Linked DNA regions of Mus musculus: region 1 is linked to region 2. A link is a contact called in public ChIA-PET data. All regions are on one chromosome and are shown on one strand. Each heading gives the region's core, a stretch centred on a gene start, on an enhancer-like site or on the middle of the called end of the contact. The rest is flanking DNA. Distances are from core to core; before and after follow the strand shown. Region 1 overlaps Zfp148 (zinc finger protein 148). Region 2 overlaps Osbpl11 (oxysterol binding protein-like 11).

Region 1 (6,659 bases), core at 847-3,346, 200 kb before region 2:
TATAGTATATGAATTAAATGGTATGTTAAAAATACTTCAAATATGTTTAAGGAAAACTCAATGGTTCTTAGAATGTGTTTCAAAAATGATAGATCTAAATAACCAGGAATCGCTAACATAATAGGCTAGGGCAGTGGTGATGCAGTCCATTAATTCCAGCCCACCCCCAGAGGCAAAGGCAGGCAGATCTACTGATTAAGTTCCTGGCCAGCCAGGGCCAAATATCAAAGTCCTGTCTCAAAAACAAACAAACAAACAACAACAACAAAACAAAAACAAAAAAGAAAGTCTACATAAAAAAGTAAATTCATCCCAAACTGAACCACAAACTTGGTAAAATTTCTATAAAGCTCCTGGTCACGGATTAAAAGTCTACATAATAAAGCAATCTATGCTAAACCGAGCTTAATGAATTCCTACCAAGCTCTTGTCGAGGTATTGTTCACACATATTATGAAATTCTAAACTTTATATGAAAAGGCAAAAGTGCCAGAGAAGCTGCAATAGTCTTGACCCAGAACAAAGTACCAGGAGCCCTGCCAGCCTTCAGGAGCACACCGTAAGCAAGGTCCTGAAGACAGAGGACACACAGATCACTGAGCAGATCAGAGCTCCAACATGAACACACACATTGCAACAGATTTTGACAAAGAAGCAAAAACAGTTCGACTGAGAAAGGATAACTGAGGAACTAAGGTGTTGTGACTAGACACCTAGAAGCCAAACAAAACCAACCTCTAAGCCATACAACCATGTCTCAAAGTCAGAAGGGATCATGAATTTAAATATGATACAAAGAACTTCTTGAGAACTGAAGCAAAGGACTACAGACCTTGGCACCAGAGGTGTGCTACCCTCCATGAATGAAAATAAATCAGATCTGATACCCAAATTAAAGACCTTGTCAAGATGACATTTCTAAGATCATTTTTAAAAGCAGTCTACTCTGCTTATAGACTTAAAGAAAGTATCCGTAAAGCTCATCTAACAAAAGTCTTAAATAGACAGGTGGTGACTTGCACCTTTAAGCCAGGCGTTCAGGTGAGTCTCTAAGAGTTCAAGGTCAGCTTGGTCTATAAGTTCCAGGGCTACATAGAGAAACCCAGTCTCCAAAAACAAAAACAAAACAAACAAAAGGTCTTAAGTAGAAACTATTCTATAAAGAATTCTCAAAACTCAATAGCAAATAAGCAAATTATCCTGATGCAACAAAAGATATCAAGCATTTCACACACACACACACAAAAAATCTGAAGAGAATAAAAACATAAAAAGATGATTAAAACCATTAGCCATCACAGCAAGTAACTAAATACACACTTAGCACACAACTCAGCAATTTTGCCATTGAACACCTATTTCAGAAAAGGGGGGAGCTTTTATTTACATAAAATCCTCATATTTTGGGGGCTGGGGAGATGGCTCAGCGGTTAAGAGCACTGACTGCTCTTCCAAAGGTCCTGAATTCAAATCCCAGCAACCACATGGTGGCTCACAACCATCCTTAACGAGATCTGACTCCCTCTTCTGATGTGTTTGAAGACAGCTACAGTGTACTTACATATAATAAATAAATCTTTTTTTAAGAAAATCCTCATATTGCCTGTACAAATTTGCACTAGCCCTTGGTTTACAATGGAAAACACTAAACATCCCTCAGGGCTCAGGGATGGCTCAGTAGATAAGGGCACTGGCTCTGTAAACACAAAGACCTGAGTTCAAATCTCCAGAGTTCACATAAAAAGCCAGGTGTTCTGTAATCCGGGCCCTGTGAGGGGTGAAGAAAGGACTGCAGGCCGCTAGCCTTGCTGCAGGTTCAGCAGGAGACCCTGTCTCACTGAAATGGGACAAAGAGCAACAAGAATGCTAGTCCTCCCTCTGGCCTCAGCACGGACACACACACACATACACCACAAACAAGCTCTCACTGGGGAAAGGTTACACCAAGTGTCTTTCTTTAACTTACACTACATACCAAGGAAATGGAACCCACAGAGCTAGGGGGGCAGGATGCCAGGAGTCAGGGAGCCACATTGTGAAGGGACAATCTTAGGGTGTGGCAAGAGGGGTGGCCTTTGTTGTGACTCAAGTTTTATATCTTCAATGTAGTGACTACATACCTTTCTACATGAGAAAAAACGGCACAAAATTATACATACACAAGCAGTGTAGGTCTAAAAAAATTTTAAACAAACAAATAAAACTACAAACTTAGTATTCTTATTAAGGGGAAAGTCCCACTGTCGATTTCTGGGTTTGGTAACTTACATCATGAAGGAAGCACAGCAGTCTTTCTGGTTTTGTTTTATTTTTGAGACAGAGTCTGATTTTGTAGCCCTACCTGGCCTGGATATTACTATATAAACGAGGCTGCCCTCAAAGTCAGAGAAATATGTTTGTTTTCCTGCCGGCTGGAATTACAGGTGTGAACCACCACACCCTGTTGCATAGCCACTTCCTATAATTTTTTCAAAATAAAGTTATCCTAAAAATAGCAAGAGTTGTGGGGCCAGCAGGTTTGGCAAGTAAAATGCACTTGCTGCCAACCCTAGGGGCCTGAGACTTTGCTCCTCGGAACCCACATGGTAGGTAGAGGGCAAGATTGAACTCCTACAAGCTGTCATTTGACCTCAACAGGTAAGCCAGGGCAATGGGTGCATGCACGCATGGACATAGACAGACAGATATACACACACATACATTCTCTCCCTCTACCCTCTTCTCTTTCAAGTAAATAAACAAAATACTGAGAGGAAAGGTAGGAGATGAGTCAGCAGTTAAGTGTTTGCTACAAAGCCCACGAGAGCTGGAGTTCAGATCCCAGCATCTATGTAATAACACAAATGCCTGCCAACTCCAGCTCTAAAGGGTCTGACACAGTCTTCCAGCCTCTGCTCACACACAAGCATGTGCACATACTCCCAAGATGCACATATGCACACAAGTAAAGAAAATCTTAAAGAAATACATAAGGAAGAGGCAGGAAACAGAATAGGTGGAAGTCTAGATGAAACAAGAATGGCCAACAACTGCTAATTGTAGAGTTTCTAAGACTTTGCTTTCTTTCCTCTATTTAAATTTGTCTACAACATTAATAAAAATGTAAGAAAGCCATTTCATCTATAAACCAAAGTATTAACAAGAGTTTCTCTTGTTTTTCTTTGCTAACATGCATTTCAATTCTGAAAAATCAACGTGATTCTATAGAATGATTTCTGGGCTCAGTGGGTAAAGGCATTTCCTGTAAACCCCAACAGCCTAAACTCAACCCCTTCTAACCAGGCAGGAGAGGACTGACTCCACAAAGCTGTCCTCAGACCCCACACACACATCATGTACATTTACACAATAATTAAACTTTAAAAATAAAGAAATACAAAATGATTTTCAGCAGGCTTAGCTAATAACTTGTATTTTGCCCTTTTACTCTCTGTGCGTGCGTGTAAGTGTGTTTGGTTTGGTTTGGTTTGGTTTGGTTTGGTTTGATTTGGTTTGGTTTGGTTTGGTTTGATTTGGTTTGATTTGGTTGAGAGTATTTTTAAACAGCATCACCATGGAGAGGATTTAACATAAAGAGAAGCCTATTGATACTTCTTCCTCTAACAATACACTGCTTACATAATATGAAAACAATTCACTAAATATACAATTTATGAGCCAGACATTGGTGGCACATACCTTTTAATCCACCCTTGGGAGGTAGAGGCAAGAGGATCTCTCTGAGTTCAAGGCCAATCTGGTCTACTGAGTTAGTTCCAGGACAGTCAAGGCTACACAAAGAAACCCCTGTCTTAAAAATTAAAAATTAAAATAATAATAATATATTAAATATTTAATATGTGTAATATATTAAACCATATAATACCTTTATTACATATAATATACATATTACATGAGGCATAACATATTATGTATATATAATACAATGTATACTACATATATAACATACAAGATATATAACATATATTATATATGAATATAATATGTATACATCCAATTTATGTTACATCCAACTCCACTCCTAAAATTCCAAAATAATTTTTCCAATAAAGTAAGCAAATTAAAATATAGCTAGGCAGTGGTGACACAGGTCTTAAACCCCAGCACTAAGGAGGCAGAGTTGAGATCAGCCTGGTCTACACAGCAAGTTCCAGAACAGCCAAGGCTACAGAGAAACCCAATCTCCAAAACAAAACAAAAAGGCCACTAACCAAATAGTTTAAGAGCACATCAAGTTGTTGGAGAGAGAGTGGAGACATGGTTCCACAGGTAAGAACAGCTGCCGCTCTACCAGAAGACCCAGGTTCAATCCCCAACACCCACATGGCAGCTCGCAATCAGCTATAACTCCAGTTCCAGAGGGTCTGACACCCTGGCCTCTGGTACACATTCATGCAGGCAAAACGCCCATACACATATAAAATTTAAACTTGGTATTGTTCAAAGCTGTGGGAGAGAGTCATAAACATTTCTATCTGTGCCTTGTTAAGCATCCCCCATAAGGAGGGCCAAAGGTTTTCCTGTTTTTCTTGTTTGGAGACAGTCTGGCTATCAAGCCTACACTTACCTAGAAGTGGTGATCCTCCTGCTCAAGCCCCCTGAGTTCTAGCACCACGGCCCTGTGTAATGGCCAGGCAGGAAGGTTTTTAACTGAGATTACTATTAACATAATTCCTTTTCTCCTTGGCATTTCTGAAAAGGCTAAGCTTTCAAGTTACTTGTAACCACTGAAAATATCCACATGAAAAACACATCCACCCAGTTAAATGCCAAGTATCTCCATCGATCTATTTAATCAAATTCAAATGCAGCACAAATCCCATAAAAGGAATCAACACTGAGGAATATTCAAGCCTTTGTTGTTTTTTCAAAGGCCAAAGAAATTCCATGCAAATAAATTACTCTTAAGTTTATACATTTCAACAATAAACTAAACATTGCCACATTCATTTTTCTTAGCTTTTTAATGCTTACTATAAAACCAATTCGGCCATATTTCCCTCCAAACAAATAAATAGCCAGTTTCATTAGTCTATTCTTGGATAGGTCAGCAGACTGGGAAGAAGAGACCCGGTCTATTCCCAGCTGTGAACACACTGGTAATCTCAAACACTATGCACTCACTCACGGGGAGGTTCTACACTCATACCATGCTGATAATGCTATCCAGAAATTCAGAAAAACTGAGGTCTGCCTCGGACACCCAAAAGGCAATTGCTAACATATTTTTAGATTTATGAGTTCTAAAATCCTGTATAACTTATTTAAAATAACATTTAACACACTTGAAATTTCAAATCTATGTAGTGCTTTTACCATTGTTCACCACAAATTAGTAAGTCTTTTTAAAATCATGCCTAATTTTTTTAAGTTTTAAATGAGAAACTGAACAAGGCATAATCATTACATAAAAGACAAACAAACGCAGGAGTGGAGGGCTTCCAATATGTATTCCCTAACTTTAATTTTGAGTCTATTATATATGCAGCCATTCTCTGTCACTGTAAAAAAGTACTTTGCTGTGTGGAGAACAAAGTTTGCTTCACAGTCTACCCCTGGAAAGCCCTCGGGAGAGTTCTCACCACTAACCTCGCAGGTTTTACCAGCACAACCAACATAAGGACTGTGGCACACTCTCTGCATAAGTCTACGTTTTAAACAAAGTTGTCTTGTAGACCAAGTTCTAGCCTGACCTTCTCACGAACCATAAAGCTGTAAGCACAGGGCAGCGAACAGGAGGAGTAGCAGCCCCTGGCCCCCAGCGGCCCCACTGGAACAGACACTGTACCGGGGCACCCTGGCAGTCTGGGCCAGCGCGCACCGCCGATCCGGAAGCAGCAGCGAGGCCTCGGGCGCACGCGCTGCACACAAAAGGCTCCGCCTCCCGGCTCTCTCACTCCCTCGATCTACGCCAAGGGGCCTTCCTTGGCCGCAGGCGCGTGGGTCCCGCAGGCCCAAAGCTCGGTTTGCCTTGGCCGGTCCGCTCTGTTAGGCCAGGCTCCCCAACCTGTCCAGAGCTCCAACCCAAGAAACTTTAGGACTCCCTATTCCTGGGTGTCTAAAATGAAAAATGTGTGGCTTCAGGAACTTTGGTAAAAACCTGCACCCTTAGAAACTGAGCTGTCATCAGGAGGTACCAGGCACCTGGCAGAACACTGCCTTAAATAGGAAGAAACCTTCCAATAACTTCATTCCTCCCTCTTCCTCTCACTTCTCTATCCCTTCACTTTCTCATTTCAGTCTTCCCTCCCTCTGGTTTCAACATAAGAACTGTATTTTTTCCTCAAGGAATTTTTCTGCAGCCCATCTTTCCACTTATTTTTTTGAAATTTACCTGACAAGTTTCCTTTAAAAATTTCACCAAATTTAACTTTTATATTTTGTACCAGCTCCTGCCAAATAATCATAGACTCTCCACGTTGTTCCATCATCCTCTCAAAGTTATTATTTCACATTCTGTGAAACTATTCCAGGAGTCTTTTTTATAACTCCATTTCCTAGGTCTGGCCCAGCCCTTGTTTCTCCTTTTTACAGTACCCGGGCTAGACTCCAACCTCCAGCAGGAATGCGAGACAAGTACTCCACCTCTGAGTTGTATCTCCAATCACTTTATCTCCAATCCTGCCCTCAACAACTTAACATAAATCTCTAAAAATGCT
Region 2 (5,936 bases), core at 1,662-4,161:
CATTAATTATTGGCGGAGTTGAGTTCAAAACGTTTTCATGTGTGTGCTAAACATTATAAACTGCCAATCACATCTTTGCTCATTTTTAAGTTATTTTTTTCAAAGATTTAAAGGGATCGTTTGAATTAACATAAAGCAGCTGTGGGGAGTCCACATTCCGACCAATCACCACTGGGCTCAGCTGCTGGGACAGCGATTCTGGGAGCGTGACTGAAACTCAGGGAGCTTAACTGCACTTATCCATATCCTACGCCCCCAATGTCTGGTGCTGGGCTTCAGGGAAGTGCTGAGACCACTCTCCAGGGGTGGAAAGACACAATCTAAGATGTTGGGATTCTCTGACTTCTAGGCCTCCTGTCACTGCTGGAGAGCTGCACAGAGAAGTTGGGAAATAAGCATGACAGTCCCTGGGCCCACAGTAAGACCTGGACTAGGACTCCCAAACTCCTGGGCATCTAGGCATCGCTGAGTCCCAAGGAGCTGGGAGCGGAGTTGGGGGCCTGCAGGCTGAGGATGGTGTCTAGGCCAGGTCTGGGGGGAATGGGAGCTCCAGTTTAGCTCATCAGTGATTGTCCTTAGCTTGGTGGAAGTTGTCTGGAGGCTGTCTGGAAGCGCAGAGGCCTTCCACAAGAAGCTTAGGTTGAGGCTCTACAGGCGGAGGCCTTATCTATGCACCCCCACAGCATTTCTTGATGAAACAGACAATCCATGTCTATCCATATTGCTTATTAACTCGTAGAAAATAGATATATACCAACTTCTCAGGGTGGACCAGAGATTAAATACCTTTCTGTTGAAAAGAATGTCTGGGAAGGGGAGATATTGGCTAAACCCTCAGACCTCTAGGTTACCTCATTAGCATGGACAACTCTGTTCTGGGCCTACATGACCTCAAGTTTCCTTATGTGGGAAGTGTAGCATGTGTTCCAGGCCAGGAGTCTGGCAGGGAGCAGGGAGCCGCCTGCCATCTCAGGTGTGTACCTGAGTTTCCGGGGACTCAGACCTACTCTACCGTACAGTTTCCTGGCAAGCTCCACTGTCCCACAAGCAGCCATTAATATGATCTTAAGTTTCTAAACCTGTTTTTATAAAATGTCTATATGAATCTTCCACTAAAAAAAAAAAAAGGGAGCCACCTTAGCCAACCAGAAGCCCACCCCTGCCCATGCTCATGATGCCCAGGCCAACCAGCAACACTAGGAAGAAACAATATGTGACCAAGAAGCTGTGGAGAGAGGTGGAACTGGAGTCATCAGGGTAGTGACAGGTGTGAGAGCTGAGGTCACCAGGGGAACATGTCACTGCCCAGTGGAGTCACAGGATGGTATGCAGTAGTAGCCTGCAGCTTACACAGTAGACTTAGCCCTCAGGTCCTCAACACGGAGTCTGACCTTGGGAGTGACAGCAATAATGTAGGCCCGGAATGAGGAACAGTTCACTTCATGTCCTGGATCTCTTCCCAGGACCAGTGTAGCCCATGGTGCCACTGAGGCCTGTGTGAGGGTCAGCAGCCCTGTGGCAGCCAGGGCCTGTCCAAGTTGATGTCTGTGGGCTGTGCTGTAGTTGAGGTGTCATTGAGTGGCTTGTACTGCCACTTGAAGCCATGGTGATGTCAGGTCCCATGCTGCCACCAAAGACCACCAATGATCTGTGGTCTTATTAAGGCCGGGGTCTGTGCTGATGTCTGTGGCCCCTTTTACCACTGAAGGCCAAGCAGCTATCTGTGGTCAGTGCTACAGCCTGAGACCATGCTGATGTGCACAGGTTGTATGTTGGTGTGAATTGTCTATACAGCCACTGGAGACCATGTTTGATGTCTGTGGTCAGGGCCTCTGAGGAACTTGTCTGAGTCCATGGTCCTATTGCAGGCAAGGGCCATGTTCATGGTCAGAGCTGTCACCAAAAACTATGTGGAAGTCCATGATTTGTGTTCCCGCTGACTGTAAAGAGCAAGGAGTCTACCTTGGCAGTGACACTGATAACTGCACACGCACAGTTGAGAAAAGAACACAGAAGAAGGCTTCCCTGACGACTCCTTCCCCTTCACCACCCCAACCCCCCAAAAAGTAACAGTCTAAACAGGAAGCCATCGAAGAGAAGTCTTACAAGTGTGATAAGGGCTCTTAAACTCTCACTTTTACTCTCATCTCTAGCCTTGCTTCTCTCTCTCCCTTCTCCCCTCTCCACGTGGCCATGGCAGGTTTCTCTGTCTTTCTATCTTCTCTCTTTCTCCCTGCCTTTCTACAATAAAGCTCTAAAACTGTTTTTTAAAAAAAGTGTGATAAGGACGATGACGTCAGCTCTCCACACCTGACGGCTCTGGTGGGGACTCGGGAAGCAAATGACTCAGTTCTATTTGAGAGGCAGGCCACTGAGAGTTTGACCATGTACCAGTGAGTATACAGGTAACACGAAATGGACTTGGTTGTTTTTTTTTTTTGGTTTGTCTGTTTTGGGTTTGCTTCGTTGTTTTGTTAGTGGTGCAATGAGAGAAGTGGGGACACTCCCTTGGAAGGACTAGGAAGCGAGTGTAATCGGGCATATGATGTGAAATTCCCAAAGAATCAATAGAAATATTATATTGAAGAAAAAAAAAATCATCCAAGCCAAGTGTGTTGGTTCTTTGGCCATAATCCTAGCATTTAGAAGGCCGAGGCAGATTCCAAATTTAAGGCCTGTCTAGGCAACTTACTGAGATAAAACTTCAAAATTAAAAATAGACAAAGGCTAAAGAGACAGCTCAGTGCAGAACTTCCTTAGCACATGCAAGGCCTGTGGTTCAAGGCCCCTGTAGCAGGAGGAAAAAGAAGTGTACAGACTAGAGAAAGATGGCCCACACAGTGAGGGAGGGAAAGCCAGCCAACTTCTTCAAAGGCACTAGACTCTTCATCTAGGTATGTCCTAGCAGGCTGGCCTGCGCGATACACTAGACAGGTCTGAGTCAGGGCTGAGTCCACTGGAGGTTAACATTCTGCACAACACTCACCATTCTTGTTAAAGGGAGATACGGCAAGGTGCTGTGGGTTTGGTTTGTTTGCCTTTACAACTGCAGAGTGAAAGACCGCTAGTTTGAAGAAGTAACTATGTCATGCTTCAGGGGCATCCACTCCTTAAACCTCACCACACACAACGGTATTCTAACTCAGAAACAAACAAACACTAGTGATGGCTCTAACAGGAAGACAGCTGCGTGCTCCTCTGCTCCGACCTTCCAGAGGCTTCCAGAAGCCATGCATAGATCCTGAGATGCCTTCAAGGTCTAGAGTCCAAACTGAAAGCAAGTGGGGTCAGGAAACTATTCCGGAGCCAGCCATTCTTTCGGGGGTAGGGTGGAGGCGAAAGAGCACAGACAGGGCCACTCCTCACTGGCCTCCGACTCCCTCCGTAGCTGTGGACAGTTCTAAACACCTGATCCTCCACCTCAGTCCTGGGTGCTGCAATTAGACATATAGCACCATGCCCAGCTCAAGTTATTAACTGTTTCGTGTAAACTGTTTGCAGGCTAGGCTAGAGACAACCTCGGGTATCATTTCTCAAGAATGCTATCCACCTTATTTTTGAGACAGGATCTCAAAATGGCCTGGAACTCTCCATTTTAGATGGCTGCCCAGTGATGGTATTACAAGTGTGAGCCACCATGCCTGGCTTTTAAACATAGGCTTAGAGGATCAAACTTGGGTCCTCAAGCCTATGTGGCTGGCAAGTGATTTGCCAACTGAGCCATCTTTTTTGTATTACATCCATTCATGTATGTGGTGTATGCACGACTGTGCCATGGTGCATTTGTAGAGGTCAGAAGACAGCTTGCAGGAGTCTTTTCCTCCCTCCATGTGGGTGCCCCTGAGCCTTCCTGCTGGCCTGTCAACTGAGCTATCTTAGCAGTCATCAAGCAATACTTTCTAGAGCACACTCATGCTAGGTAGGTATTTCCAGCCTGCTCAAAGCTGCTTTTGGTCAAAATAGAAATGACTTAGAGGGAAGGACACTGCCTTGAATAGATGGCAAAGGCCGAATGCTTTTGTCCCTTGAGAATCTTTTTGCAATGCACAGAAGAGGTAGCTTGGCAAGCCACAGAGCTCCCTAAGCCTCTGGCTTCTCAACAGCGTCTTAATCCCTCCATTCCCATCTCATCCTTCAACCTCTCCATCCCACACTCAAGAGCTAATCTGTTTATGCAGTGCTTCACGACCTCCAACACAGCGGTCAGAAATGCAATGTGAAGGCGTTTTTGTTCTTTTTAAGAAATGAGCCGGGCGTGGTGGCGCACGCCTTTAATCCCAGCACTCGGGAGGCAGAGGCAGGCGGATTTCTGAGTTCGAGGCCAGCCTGGTCTACAGAGTGAGTTCCAGGACAGCCAGGGCTACAGAAAAACCCTGTCTCAAAAAACCAAAAAAAAAAGAAAAAGAATAAAAAAAAAAAAAAAAGAAATGGTTTTGTCCTTATTTGTATGATTTGTGTGTATGTCTGGTGGGAGGGTGGGAATGTATGCGCCATGGCTTCTTTTTAAAAACTCCTATTTTCCATGGGCATTTCTGTTATTCTTTACAGTGTATGAAAAACATTCTTTCAAAAAGAAAGAAATTCTTTCATGTATTATTTCTGGTTGTGTTGTTTTGAGGTAGGAAGAAAAACACAACTCGTGTTACCCCATCATGGTTGCAGAATCTCCAAACGCATGCGAATTATAAACAGCATAATACATGGTTCTGTGAAAATAATCTGTCTATAAAAATAGACTTTGGACTCAAAATTAGTTGTTTATGAATTTTAGTTTTATTACTTTAAAGAATAACTGAGGGCTGGGAGATGGTTCAGTGAGTGAGAGCATGTACTTCCAAGCACAAGGACCTGAGTCCAAGTCACTGTCACCCACATAAGTGTCTGGCATGGCTGTGTATGCCTGTACCCCAGCATTGAGAGGGGGAAAAATGAGGACCCTGAGAGGTAAGGGGGGTGCAGAGAAATAAGAACCCTGTGCACAAACTTTTGCTGGTTAGAATAAAAGGATAGAAATAGGCAAAAGTACACATGTCTATAGTCCTAGCGACCGACTCCAGATACTAAGGCCAGAAGAATTATTTGGGGTTTAAGAGCTTGGGCTCATCCTGGGCCACATGGAGAGAGTTCATCTATTTATTTAATTTAAAAAGTTATTTAATTCATTTTATTTAATTTTATTTTATTATTATTATTTTCTTTCTTTCTTTCTTTCTTTTTTTTTTGAGACAGGGTCTCTTTATGTAGCCTGGCTGTCCTGGAACTTACTACATAGACCAGGTTGGCCTCTGCCTCCCAAGTGTTGGTGTTAAAGATGTGTGCCACCATGCCTAGCAGCAGTTTATTTCTTTAAAACCAAAAATAAAAAAGTAAACACCAAAAAAAAACCACTGTATTATCTATTAGTTCTACTTCCTGACATAGACACAAAAATGTAGAGACTTGAACAGATACTGGCACAACATTCACAGCAAAGCCTTATTTACAATTGCCAAAAGAAGAAAAACCCATTGTCCATCAATATAGGGATAGATAAATAAGAAATACAAATGCTGGAATATTACTGGCCTTTAAATAATGATGTGGATCAAGGAAATGGTTTATTGGGTGAAGGTACTTCTGCCAGCCTGATGCCCTGAGTTAAATCCCAGGACCTGAATGATGAAAAGTAAAAACTTATTCCTGTAAGATTTCCTCTGACACACACACACACACACACACACACACACACACACACAATGTAATTTTAAAAAATGGACCAACAAAATGGCTCAGTGGATGAAGGAATATTGTCATGCCTGAAGACAGTTCAATCCCTAGGAACCACATGATGGAAACAGAACTGACCCTGATCTCCACACTGTCTGTGACACTCAGGCACACAGAGGTATACTCTCGGACACATCCATATATATAAATATAAAAATAAAGTGAGAAAA

Evidence for each region. ChIA-PET counts read pairs in DNA pulled down with a chosen protein or histone mark.
Region 1: a contact with region 2 is called in an RNA polymerase II ChIA-PET map of memory CD8 T cells, with 6 read pairs. The contact joins two enhancer-like sites. A contact is called at or near these places in 1 of 115 datasets of contacts at active chromatin or transcription factors (memory CD8 T cells) and 2 of 9 other capture datasets (adipose tissue and pancreatic islet).

What each region holds. Positions count from the first base shown.
Region 1 is chr16:33,399,593-33,406,251 of GRCm38.p6, reverse strand. The region is part of intron 1 of Zfp148 (zinc finger protein 148); the gene reads right to left. Among named protein-coding and RNA genes, the nearest start is that of Zfp148, 22 kb to the right of the region's middle. Within about 2 kb of position 2,096, at least 21 of the 459 cell types and tissues checked have an H3K27ac peak or open chromatin away from gene starts, as enhancers often do. A contact at or near this core is called in memory CD8 T cells, where this site is marked.
Region 2 is chr16:33,196,981-33,202,916 of GRCm38.p6, reverse strand. The region is part of intron 2 of Osbpl11 (oxysterol binding protein-like 11); the gene reads right to left. Among named protein-coding and RNA genes, the nearest start is that of Osbpl11, 15 kb to the right of the region's middle. Within about 2 kb of position 2,911, at least 20 of the 459 cell types and tissues checked have an H3K27ac peak or open chromatin away from gene starts, as enhancers often do. A contact at or near this core is called in memory CD8 T cells, where this site is marked.